Linked DNA regions of Anas platyrhynchos: region 2 is linked to region 1. A link is a contact called in public Hi-C data. All regions are on one chromosome and are shown on one strand. Each heading gives the region's core, a stretch centred on a gene start, on an enhancer-like site or on the middle of the called end of the contact. The rest is flanking DNA. Distances are from core to core; before and after follow the strand shown.

What was found. Hi-C and Micro-C count contacts between places; a contact is called where the count stands out from the background.
Region 2: a contact with region 1 is called in a Hi-C map of liver, with 2.0 times the contacts expected there. The contact joins the enhancer-like site here to the promoter of ST6GALNAC1 in region 1. A contact is called at or near these places in 3 of 8 Hi-C or Micro-C datasets (liver, skeletal muscle and subcutaneous adipose tissue).

What each region holds. Positions count from the first base shown.
Region 1 is chr19:8,375,332-8,382,184 of IASCAAS_PekinDuck_T2T, reverse strand. ST6GALNAC1 (ST6 N-acetylgalactosaminide alpha-2,6-sialyltransferase 1) reads right to left here and starts at 2,211. Exons shown (of 11, transcript XM_072025667.1): 1 at 1-2,211. It overlaps MXRA7 (matrix remodeling associated 7), which reads right to left. Exons shown (of 4, transcript XM_072025669.1): 4 at 2,823-3,930. The coding sequence ends at 3,816.
Region 2 is chr19:8,526,957-8,533,341 of IASCAAS_PekinDuck_T2T, reverse strand. UBE2O (ubiquitin conjugating enzyme E2 O) reads right to left here. Exons shown (of 18, transcript XM_027471696.3): 3 at 1,395-1,505; 4 at 351-448. Among named protein-coding and RNA genes, the nearest start is that of UBE2O, 31 kb to the right of the region's middle. Within about 2 kb of position 4,226, at least 6 of the 8 cell types and tissues checked have an H3K27ac peak or open chromatin away from gene starts, as enhancers often do.

The DNA of each region.
Region 1 (6,853 bases), core at 962-3,461:
TCAGACCAGAACCTCTGCCATGTCGTTTGACATTTAGAGAGGACTCACATGAACGATCAGATTCCTGGAACACATCAAAAGCCCTATAAAACCCCACTTCTGTGAGAAAAGCTTTAGTCATATCACAGAGAAAGGAGAATCACGCACGTGCCACAAAGGGAAGGTATGCATTTTCACTACACGTTAGCAGAAAGGGCTAAAACATCCAGGTTTTAGAGATTTGTTTCTTTGGTCTTTTTTCCATATTGTCCTCGTGTCATATCAACATGACTCATTGAGAAAAGCTTGGGAGGTAGTAAAGGTGAAACTGCCTTCTTAAAGGAGATGCTTACACCACACATTCACTGCTTGGTTACCACACAAATTCCTTCTAGCCAGTAGTTACTGCCTGTTTCAGAACTGGCTATTTCACTTTTCAGAAGAAAATATATTTTCTAAAATAGCCTGTTATATACAACATGGTTTTTCAGTTCTCTTCCCACCATTATTACAGAGATAAATCCAGTTTATTACAAATTCAGAGAGACTGCAGCAAGGGGGGATTGCTTTTTCTTCCCCAAAACTAGTCTGGAAACTCCCACGTGTTCTCCTCTGGTGGATATTAATGAGAACTTTTGCCTTTGATTCATTCTGAGAAATACCTAAGAGGAATTTAATCAAAATATTTGACATAGTTTGCAAAAACCCTGGAACTCCCCCGAAGAATGCAGAAGGCGGCAACGTAACATAGAAAATACCACTGTAGGAACAAATAGCAGAGGGTTTATGGCGGGTATGGGGCCACAACCTGTCCCTGCTATTACTATTCCTATTTCCTTTGAAGAAAATGACAGTGGAAACCCATCTCTTTGCTATGAGATACATCTGCCACACTCACTGGCACAACTCCTCGTAGGGTTGGCACAGTCGACCACTTTAAGTACTAATGCACTGGGCCAAGCCCAATTATAGGTAACTTACACCAGCTGGAGCGCAAAGCAGATGCTATCAAAACAAAAAGCACAGAGTTTACCGGTATCAGAGGTAAACTACAAAAAGAAAAGCAAACACAGGAGATCTGTAGAGTAACTTTCTGCAGATGAAATCCCCACCAAGGCTCCTAACAGAGTGAAAGGAGGGGAAATCTGCTGTGTCCTGCCTTCAACTCTTCCACCTGAAGCTCCTTAGCTCAATCATTATGACTTACAGAAAGAAAAAAAGAATGCACTGGATCTCTATTTCCTGCTCAAAGACTTGGCTGCATGAAAGACAAGAAACACACCCAAAAAGACTGCGGGCGTGTAACAGAATGCTCTTATTCCCTGACCCGCCCCAGCACATCCCGTTCGTTATTTGTTCAATAAAGGGGTCGCAACACTGGGGCACCCTGAGGTGAGGCACACACATACATAAGAGCCCCGGAAGAAGGGAGAATAACAAAAACTTGAAGAAAGAAAAAAAAAAAAAGCAGCTACAAAGCACTTTAGCGCAGCCCCGTGACGAACGGGGCACACGCACATATAAATATATAAACACACAAACAGCCCCGCGCCAGCAGCCGCCGCCATTTTGTCGTGCGGCCGAGGACGGCCCCGCGCATGCGCGTCCCCCCCCCCGCCCATCGCTGGCAGCGCCCGGCTGCGCACGCAGAGTGCGCATGCGCACGACCGGATGCACCCGCGCATGGCGGTCTCGTGGCCGTGCCTCCCGGAAGGAGTTGCCGGTTGCCATGGCAACGGGGCCTGCTCTGGGGCCTGCTCCTTCCGGTCGCGCCACCCGGTTGCCCAAAGCTCTCCGCCCCCCCGCTCCCGAGCGCCGTCTCCCCTCTGATGCCCACGGCCATGTCCAAGGGGCTCCTGTTTGTCAGAGCCTGGCAGTGCCGGGCCTTCCTGCAGCAACCAGGGGCTGTACGCGCAGACAGCCCTCTGCCTCACGGCTCAGGCAGAGGCTGCTTAACTGGCTTCATTTCTGTCTTAAATATGGGCCTCATAAACGGCTGAGGGCTATTACCGCTGTTCTGTCAGCAGCAGCATCTCAATATTTTGGTCATGCCGCCCACGGGAGGTGTGGCGGGATGGGATTGATGGCAGCTGTTCTTCCGTGCTTGAGGCTGTTGCTGCTGGCACGGAGTTAAACCGAGGTGTTTGAGGAAGTGGTTTTGTTCAGGGAAGGCTCAAATGTAAAACAATAAATAAAAAAATACTTTGGGAATAAACTGCAAAGTCTCCAAGACAAAGACTAACTAACTAAATAATCATCCAAATCTTAATTCTCCTTTGCTTTCTTTCAAAGAGAATTTTGGAAAAGAATAAGGCTGCAATAAGGGAGAAGCCCCACATAAAAATTTCCTACCTTTCTCCTATTGTACAGGTTGACAAAGGAAATAGTGGGCTGGGCACACAGCAGCTTTCTGTCTGCTTGATTTTTAACGTGAGACAACTTTGCCCACATAATTAATTCCTGTTGAACGAGAGAATTTTCAGATATGACATTTAGGTGAAGTCATGACTTGGTAGTAAAGCCAGCTTGATCTCATAATAAGGGTACACTGACTCAAGTGAAAACATTTAAAGTTAAAATGATTCCTATAAGTTAAATGGTATAGTGTTATAGGATGTGCTGCAGTGGGAAACTGATCAGATAATGAAACACTTGGTACAATTTTCAGATTCAAAAGAATTACACAAAACAAAAACCTAATATGAAAATATCATTCCATACAACTGGGTCAGAAAATTTTTCCTCCCTTTGTCAGCAGTTACTAAAACCAAGAAAGTCCTTCCTGATAATAAAATGTTTAACAGGATTTCATAGGAGAGAGAAGTACACAAGAAGACATTCAGTTTAAGTTAGGAATGCTCACTGATTTACTCTGTCCAAACCACCAAGGGTCAGTCGAGACTGTTCAAAACACGATAAGTTCACAGAGGTTTTCAAAGCACATAGTTTCCTACATAATTTTTACACTAGGAGAATAGGATCCGAGTTTGACACAATCGTCCTTGTAAAAATGCCAGCCACCTTTCTGTACTGTTTTTACCAGAGTCAAGAGGCGAAGAGATGTTTCTGCTTCCAGGCTGAAGCTAGCTGCAGTTTTCACATGAAGATGAGCTCAGCGGGGTCAGCCGGAATCGTCTTGGATTTGTTTCAAAAATCCAGTGTGAAGGAGGATGAAGTATTCCTTTCAAGGAGATGGGAATGGCAGCTCACATCTAATCAGAGCATAAATGCTTTGTCTTTGGCTATTTCCTTTCTAACTGTAGGATTGAAAGCCTCTCTGCCAAGAGAGGTTGTGCAGTCTCCATCCATGGAGATTTTCAAGACCCGACAGGATAAAGCCCTGAGTAACCTGGCTGATCCCATAGCTGATACTGCTTGGAGCAGGAGGCTGAACTACAGACCTCCTTTTGTTCCTCCAACACAAATTGTTTTATGATTCTATTCTCTTCATCCATTTTAAATCTGTTCTGTTATCATCTTTGGCTTCTATCAGGTCTCAAACCAATTAATGACTAGGTTTGAAAATTCGTTCTTACAAAGCATGACCAGGGAAAAGTTTAAAGTTTAACTGCTTTGAATGACTGAGACATATGGCCCAGCCAGAAAGAGGTAAAATCTCTATATGAGATGAAAATGCCATGATAGTTCAAGAAAAAATGATGAAAAGGGTGAAAAAATGCAAGTCTTTAAAAATACTTATCATAGACCTATACAGATTTGCAAAACAACCTGGAAATGCAAAATAACTACTGAAACATGTTTATAGTACTACAATCTCCAGTGTCCTGCATAAGGGCCAAGATGACTTCTGGGCATAGTCTTCACTGGCTACAGGGTTATATATCATACAGTCTAAGCTGCTCCTTCATGTCTCCTTCAGACATCTCTCCAAATGTGTCACTTTTTTCCTTCATGAGCCTGAAGATGGCAGCCAGCTGCTCTCTCTGAACCCTGTCAACAAGAAAAGGAGAAGTAGGAATAGCCAGTCCCCAGCACGCACTTCGAGCAAGCACACCATGGTCAAACGAAACATGAAACCAAACGTGGGTCATTTTACAAGCCCTGCTGACAGCAGGAAACCTGCCCGTGTGAGATGAGAAAGGGATAGCTTCTGGTTCTCCTTCCTCCACCCTCCCAGCTATCCAATTATCTTGCAGATCTCTCTGTGGTTCTTTATATATGGAGAGGAAACTGACTGCTTTAGCACCAGCTTTGGAGTTTCTTAGGGTTTATCTATGCTCAAAGTTCCAGGTTAGCTCCACATGTGGAATTTTGTAAGGCCGCTATGTCCTGATGTAGCAGACCCTATAACAAAACCGCATTAAGCTTCATCAGCACAGAGTCCTTTCATTCTGTAAGGAGAATATGTATGCAGATACAGAGTAATTCAGGAAAAACCATCAAATTGAAAATGTATACCCTACCTTAAAACTAGAGACTAGACTGCCTTCCAGGGTGGACATGACTTTAATCAGCCACTGGAAGATAAGATCGTAGATAAAATCTGCTTAGATTCAAGGGTTGATCTGCCACTGTCAAAAATGAGATGGCCTCATGTAGTCAGTACAGCAAAAAGGTGATTCCTCTGTGGGCAGAGTCTGACCAACAGACCATCTAGCTCAGATTTACAACCCTAGGAAGTCCCACAGTTGATGATTAACTTCCTGTTCCCCATAAAAAATTATATCCTGACTTTTGCCTAACCTGAAGAAGTTAACCATTGTTATATGTCCTGCAGCGCAAGGATTGGTATTTGTCAGACAGTGCTTTATTTGAGGAATCTTTACAAAAGAGTTTATATTGTTCATTCATCTACTGATCATTGCCCAGAAATACAAAAGGGTGGGCTGTACAGGAATATCGTGTTCTCAAGTACATCATGAATTAATGCAACTGTTTACAAAATCGCTTTTTAGGTCCAAATGAATGTGCACTGTGGCTCTGATCTGGGCTGGTACGTTCTCACTACCAGACTCCTGTAGGATCGAGATCAGATTGCAGCACTGCCTTGCACACCTCATACCTGACTCTGCTGTGTGAGATTAAAACAATTCAGGAGGTTGTGGTGCTTTAGGTTGTACCAAGGGAGAAGAAATTTCTGTTACTTCAAGGCTCATTTTGTCCCTGAAGGACTGTGGGGTCACAATTCAGCCATGGCAACTCAGAGCACAGATTTGTTGCAATCCCAGCTCCTCCTGCGTCTTCACCATCATCAGTCCTCCCCTGGGCTGGAAATACAGCCTCTGGCTTTTACTTCCACATGGTCGTCCTGTCAAGAGTCCTTTGTCCCCGCCACAGCCAGTTTTCTGCATAAGGCTTTAATACGCCGTAATTAATCCACTTAAATTCATGTCATTAGTCAACCTGGGGTAGTCTCCCTGCAAGTCCTATGTAGGCAAGCTGCTCCTGTAACAGGAGCGGTACAAATATGTATTGACAGGAAAAACTAGGACACAACCTTTGCTAGAAAGAAGAGAGCGCAGCATCAACGCATCAGAAGCAATCAAACCAGGACCAAGATCAATGGAAGAAGACCACTGGGAAAGGGCAGAGGAGCCTTCGCGTGCTGAGCTCCTGATGAGTGGGGCTCTGCGTTTTCCCCTCTCCGAGGCTCAGCCCCAGCAGGAGCAGCTGGCTGCCTTCCCAGCACCACTGCTGCAGGCAGGGCTGGAAGAAAGCGGATCCTGGCAAGAGGAAGCTCGTTTGCCAATTACATAGTATTACAATTAAAATGCAATTGTCCCAAGGCCAAACATAGCCTGATAATGACGTGGGATCTTCCGGTCAAGAAAGCTCTGCCCACAGGCTCTCAAGCACCTGGATTTGTCTGCCTCTTCTGTATATTTCTGCACTCACACGAAATACATCCGAGTGCGCTTTCCAGACCAGATGAAGGGAAGCACAGTCGTTAGCGATCAATATTTTATTTTAGATCACCGCTGAGCACTAGAGGGCACATTTCCATTCTGATGTGGAGAAATTCAATACACATCTTTGCCTCACATGTCGGAAATGCATGCCAGCTGGGAATGCTCCACGCAGGTCTGCAGCCCTCGCTTATTATTTCACAGGCATCAACACTGCTCAAACCTTCAGCTCCCCAAAGCCCCGTTTCTTTGTCTCCCCACCTCTAAAATCAAGATCACAGACAATACCCACTTGTTTTTTTAAACACACCAGTGCATTTTGCTATCCCCTTGACTTTAAATATCACGGCTGTGCATGTGAAAACAGAAATTAAAACAGAGCTGGTACTGCTGTGTGCTACATAATCTAAAACAAAGGGAGAACAAAACAAAGATAGAGAGAAAAGAGCCTGGGAAAGAAGAGAAAGGCATCAAAAACATGAAAGTGATTTCATAAAGAAGCTTCTCCTATCAAAGGCGACCTTGTAAAACAACTTTGTAGTGTTCTGGGTTGTATTTTCTTGACAACTTCAGATCAAACCTACCCCATTTGCGAGTAAAATCATTCTCTCCATAAGTGCTGTCCTCAAAGCTACTTGGATTCAAGAGGTAAATCAGGATTTTACTTATTGCTGACAGAATAATTAAGGTTTTTCAAAGCAGCCAACTTCTTGATAGGGAATTGAATTTGCATTCTTAACTCCCTTAGGCTCCTCTAGACATTTCAGTCCCAAACTTTTACCGTTAGCTGAAGTTTTGGGACAGTTAGCCAGAGGCATATTAAAGGAGATTTATGTTTCAGGAACTGCTGGGCATCTGTGTTCACAGCAGCTGAAATCCTGGGCAGAGCTCTGTCTTTGAGACTTTTGCTAATTGCTCCACAACCAGACAAAACCAGGATCCTTCTGCAACCCTGCTGCTCCAGCAGAAACAGCAGAAAATCCCTGGTTTTCACCACTTGCCTGACT
Region 2 (6,385 bases), core at 2,977-5,476, 150 kb before region 1:
TCAGTGAAGGTATGCTCTCCTACTGAGAAAAGGTTTGGAATACATCATCTGTCTTAACCAGCCATTTTTCCAGGGCAGAAGAGCAGCAGTATTAACATATTTTAGTTCTGGAGAACTGATCTGCTGGCACTGAAAAAAAATGACACCTTTCAGGTAACACATTTTCCAGAGGGTGATCAGTGAACCTCAATGATTGCAGAGGAAGATGTGTTATTTACTCTGCATCTGAAGGTATAGCAAGCAGATAAATTAACAGTATGCGAAGGGGAAGCCCAGCCTGCTCCTAGTTCTCCTAAAATAGATCAGGATCACAAAACTTAAGGGGGAGAGTATTCATCAGGAAGAAGTACCTGGCTCCATTGGAAAGCTTGAGGATGACCTGGTTCTTCAAATCATAGACCTTGCCCAGCCAGCAGTCATAGGCTATGTAGTCACCGTACATGAAGGGCTACGAAGAAAACAGAAAACAAAGCTTATAAACATCAGCCCTTGGACTTTGAGCCATCAAGGAAATTCTCACACAACACGGCCTGGTTAGCAATCCCAAAGGGGGATTAGGGCAGCAACTGCAGACCTCGCTGTAAGCTAGAATTAAGATACATTGAGGAGGTGGCTCGACAGTCAGAACGTAGCCTGGATTCTCTATTTAAAAAGCTCTGACTCTGTGGGATTTTTCCTCAGATCTTAAACTTGCTATGTCAAGTGTCCCATTCTGTTCAAAAGCTACTCTGCAAAGGAGGGGCATACTTGCACTTGCCATTAGCTAATTTTAACAACTAATTGTTATTTATTTTAATCACCGAGCCTAATATTCCATCCCAGGCAGAGAAGCCTGTATCCCTCTGCCTTTCCACAGGACGTTTCTTGAGAAGGGCTCTGATACTCCTGCTGTTCACTCCCAAATCATTTTTTTTTTTCTCAGAGGAACCATAATGATAAAAACCTATACCACTTAACATCTGAAAATCCCCCCACCCACTCAAGTGAGAGAACCGAGTACACTGCAGTTTCAGCTTGACTCCTCTTAGCATTTTTATAGCCTGTTTAACCAGTAATGACATCGCAGCTCGAAAGCACTGTGCCAGTACAACGGGGCTGCCCCAATCAGGCACCAATCTCAGCACAGAAGCTCTCACCCAATTTAATCACAACCTAGCCCTCCAAGTCAATTTGATCTCAGCAATGTGATCAGAAACACAGAGCAGATGGGGAGAAGAGGAGCTACCGCATCTTCTTGCAGGGAGGATGTTTCCAGTACGCCTAAAATAAAACCAAGCTGCAGATGCATCTTGCACAATATGGCTGCTTCCCTTGCACGCACTGCTTAGAATACAGCAGCACCCCTCTAAACAACAGAGCTCTGGCTCCAACATTTATTTTGGCTGCATTCTCACCCAGATATGTTGCAGGTCTTTGCTGTTGACAGGGTAGAGGATGCAGTTGGTTCCTACCAGCTTCACAGCACACTCTATGTTGACATCAATCACAGTCCCACACTGGCTGTCCTGAAATCACAAAAGAGAAAAAGGGGTTATAACCTAGAAAAGGCCCTACATACACACGGGAGGTGCAGAAACAAGTCTCAGGAGTAGTCTGAGTGCCCTCCTCTCAGCACTCAGAGCCTCGCTCTAATGGGGCATTTCATGTCATCTTAAAACAACTCCGAGGCTGACATCACTCTTGAAGACCCGTGGCATTTTCTTCCCAGTTAAAATCTGCAATGGCTGCTAATGCAGCAGCCCAGAGACTCCAGTATCTGTTCAAATAAGACAACTCTGTGTCAGGTGATTAGCATTTATTTGCTTTCAAATCTGCCTGGCTGTTTGGTCTACACAAGCAAGCAGATCTTTGCAATTCCTTAGGACCATCATGCAGATACTGCCCTGAACCAACAAAGGCAGTGTAGATCAACCCCAGAACGCAAGAATTCTTCAAAGCAGTCTGTGACATCTCATATAAAGCTCGATTTTGCAGGACTTTATAAACGGCCTTCACTTGCTGCCATGCAAAAAAAAAAAACCTGGCACCTTTCGGATTTCAAGGTTTCAAGCCAGATAATTTGCAGTTGGTCCAATTACGAGATGGCTGTCATTATCTCCATCGCTTCGCTAAAGAAGTTGTATTTATTTTTTTTCTGTCCCCAAGAAAAATACCTCGTGCTGTCAAGAGCCTTCTGGGGCTTGCTTGGCAGGGAGCACGCAGTGTGCACGTTGCTTACACATATGGCAGAGGCCTGCAAGGAAGGGCTGCTAACCCAAACACTGTCAAATACGGCAGCTGCCCCGGCCTGCTGACAGCTGGGACAATCCATACTTGGATTTATTAAAGACCAGAGTCCACTATGAAAGCTGGCTGAGGCAATCCGACAGCAGCGGCTCCTGAAGCTGTCCTTATCTCAAACATCAAGGTCACTGCTCCAACAGGACTCGAGCATAACACTTGAAGGGCTTACACCCCGTGAGAAGTGGATTTGTTTGCTCGGTTCGCTTATAAGCACGCTGTTCTTTTGACCGTATCAAATATTTATTCAAGGCTTTCACCCAGAGCCCTCTTTGAGCTCCTCCTCTGGGGAGCTCACGAGTTTGCTGGCGCTCATCTCATGGCGGGGCCTGGCAGTTCGAGCGAAGACACCCCGCAGATGCAGTCCAGGGCAATTCCTGGACAGATTGCTCAGCCCTTTTGTCCGTCTGCCTTCCCACCTGCCTGCTGCGAGCCCCCTCCTCGCACCGCACTCACCCTGTGCCCACAGCACCTGCGGAGGTGTCGGGGACAGCAGCGTCCCCGCGTGCTGCCTGAGAGGAACTGTGCCAGGAGAGCTGGGCTCGAGGCAGGGGTTCATCCCCTCCAGCTGCCCCCCAGATCTCTGCTATTTCTTTCTACAAAGGCTGGGAAGCAAAGGAAGCCTGTCCCAGACGGAGCTGTGCTGATGGATGTGGCTAAGGCTAACGCAGCTTGCGGCCTGCCAGGAGGAGCCCAGCTGAGCCAGAAGGGCCCAGCAGAGCCAGGAGGAGCCCAGCAGAGCCCTGCTGTTACCTCTCACCTTCGGAGAGCCCCGAGCAGGCTTTGCCAGAGCTGTTCCTGATTCACCGCAGCTGCTGCCAGCACGGCTCCAGCCACAGGAGGAGCGAGGCCTGCTCACAAACAGCACCTGCTCTGCTCAAGCTCACGGCTTCTAAAAGCCAAAGCACAACCGCTTACCCACCCTTTCCTCCATGTTAGGCTATTTAAATAGGCTCAAATCCATCCTCAGCCTGTCCTTTGCAGTTTAGGGTTTGGTTCAGTTATGTTTTAGATTGCTTTGTAGCCAGAGAACAGCAACAAAAATCCTCAAAAAACGCCCGCCTTGTTCTACACTGAGCGTTTCAGGATTTTTTTTTCCTTCAGCAGCAGCTCTGAGAACCTCTGGTACAATCCAGCACCTGTGCTTTCTGTGGATCATCTCAGCTCTGGGCCGAAACCCTGCCTTTCCCTGGAGAGCACCCAAAGGTGCCCCACAGCACCCTACAGGCCTGCCCGTGCCTGCGGCCGGCCCCGGGGACCTCACGGTGCTGAGGGGGTGCTGAGGGAACGGCTGGGCAAGGCCAGCAGGGAGCAGTCTGCTCTGCCACAGCCCCCGTGGGCCTTCTGAGGGGGCTGTGTCTGTGGAGAGGTTACAGGACTTGGTGCTAAGGAGCAGGCAGCACAATTTCTCCCTCCATGCTGCAATGTCCCTGCGCTTCCAGCTCAGGATGGATTACGGAGGCCCTGTGCCCCTCACCTACCCCAGCCCACGCTGGGTGCAAATTCCCTTCAGGCCGAGCACGAAGGAAGCTGCTGCTCTGGGATTTGAGTCCCTCACCCTGTCTATATCGACTTACAAACCGCCAGGTTTACATGGCAAAAGCCCTCCTGCCATCAGCTCCAAACCAACGAAACCAGTACCACACCAGTACCCCAGTGCCTCCCACTCACAGCTCCCATTTACTGCGGGATGCTACCTCGTCACGGGCAGTGGCTAAAATGCTTGAGCAGGAACAGAGCGCTGTACGTGACTGCTCAGAAAGCAGGGATCAGCACTGCGAGCAGCCTTAGAAGCTCCAGGACTGTTGAATCACAGCTCGCCTCCCTCACCTGCCACCGAACCTTTGCTGCTCTCAGTTTATTTACTTCGCTGTCACACGAAGCATCAGCCTGCGCCAGGGGCCGCCCTGCAGCGGGGCGGTTCTGCTGAATCACTCCGGGAGGTTACAGCAGCTCAGCACTGCGGTCCCCAGGCGAGACGTCGCCAGCTCGGCTCGGCTCCCAGCCGCCCTGCCCCAACACAACCGTCCCGTCCTGCCTATTAGATAAAGGAGCATCTGAAACAAGCCCACGTTTCAGTTTTGGTATTAAAAAAATCCCCCTCAATCCTCCCAGCAGCAGCACTGGCAAGGGGAGGTGAGTGCTCTTTGTGGGGACTGCAGGCTTGCTAAGCAGAGATGAGATTCCAGCCCTATTTGCACCCAAAATTAAGCTTGCCCCCCAGACTTTCTTCCTGCTTCTGGTATCTGTAACAGCACACACCACGGTGGAGATACTCAGTATTTAAGCAGTGTACGGACAGCAAAGCGACTCATTTCGTAACCCCATCAGGGAGAGTGGCAGCTCAGCAAGCACAAGCCTCAAAATCCCCCATTTTATGCCTCCAGTCCTTCCACTCCTTCCCTCAATGCTCTCTTCTAATTACGCCACCCTCTTATCCCTTCCTTCAGGGAGGACAGCAGCGCCCAGCAGCCTTTGAAGCAACAAAACCCAGGTGTCTGACAGATTACAGACCCACTTCTAAATCTTTTCCCCATGCCAGCGTATCACCTGGAAAAATGAAGCCTGCCACCGTTCCTCATCCATCTGGATTAGACCTGTGGGGGCCCAACCGCATTCAGGGGAAATGATCTCATTTTACGCTTCAGACCCTGAGGCATTCTTTCCTCACACTCAACGCTAGACGAGAAGCGCATGAATTTGAGTCAGCTCCCTTCTCTTGAGGAACGGAGGATTTTGAGTCCTTCCCGCTCAAGGTTAAGAACAAGCCCGAGGAGAGTGTGGTGAATACAGAATAAGTTCCACATTGTGCGTTTGCCAGGCCAACTGGTGCAGGGCAGCCATCCCACATCCTGAATCTGGCAGGCTGACACTTGCAAATTCTCTATTTTAAAGACTTCGGTAATTTTTGTGATGTATCTGAGAAGTAAAGGTTTTCTTTGGGATAAAAGAGGTTTATTTTTTCCATTTACCACTGATATTTAAAATACACTTGAGGGTAAGGTGAAATGTAAGTCATCTTTGGATTTGCTGTGTTTTTGAATAGAGGGGAGAAAAACTGAGTTATGCACTCACCATTCCATCAATAAAACATGAAGTTACCAGCCACTAGTACAAACAGTCAGGTAAATACTGTTTTTAAGCATGCAAACAGACAAGAAAGGAGTGTGCACCTGCTGGGACACACCAATGCAGCTACCGATACACCTGCAGCAAGATAGAGAAGCCAATTTCTGCTTAGATGACTGTGGAAATCACAAACAAAAGAAGCACATCCACATCTTGCCAAGAAGAAAACTCAAAGTCATTTTAAGCTTTCAGGACAGTACCAAGCATTGGAGAACAGAGAATTGAGAGGCAGGACTCGAAACATCCTTTTTTGAGCAAGAAGGGTAACCACGGTGCCCAGCTGGGCCAGGGACAGCAGTGTGAAGAGCTGATATTTCTATTTGCTAGCAGTTCTTTGTTTTGGAGTAAAACGTTTTCATAAGGCTGCAGTTTTAATAAGGTATCTTGAAGTCAAATTTCCATTTCAAACAAGAATTCAATTTCTTAAGGAAATGCTTTGTCTCAGCATTTTCCTAATTACCCTTCACAATTTTTTTTTCACTCTTTTCTTCTCCTCAGAACACTCCATGCAAAAGGGATGGGCTTACTGGTTTTCTCCCTTTAACTGACAAACAAAAGGGCTTTATTTGCAGCACCCAGCCTGGTCAGAGAAGGGACTCCTCCATCCCTGCACCAGGCTGCTCGCCATGTGGTGTGACTGCAGCAGTCTGCGGCCAGCTGCCGGCTTCATCGCAGCCTCGGTAGCTAACGCTGCTGGAAGCAAGTCAAGAGAAGATGCGAGCATACACATGGCAGGCCATATGGCTCGAGGTTACAGGTTAGGTGTTAGCAGCAGCAAGGAACTGCCAGCCCAGCTAAGCTCCCGAAGAGATCACATCTCGTTTGATAATCGATATGGAGCAGTGTTCCCAGTGTTCCCTACAAAAAACACATCCACGCGTCTCCGACGAGCACAAACGCTGTAAAACTAGAACAAAATGACTAGGACTTAAAATAGCATCCAGGAGTAGTAAAGGTAACAATCACAGGCTGCTGA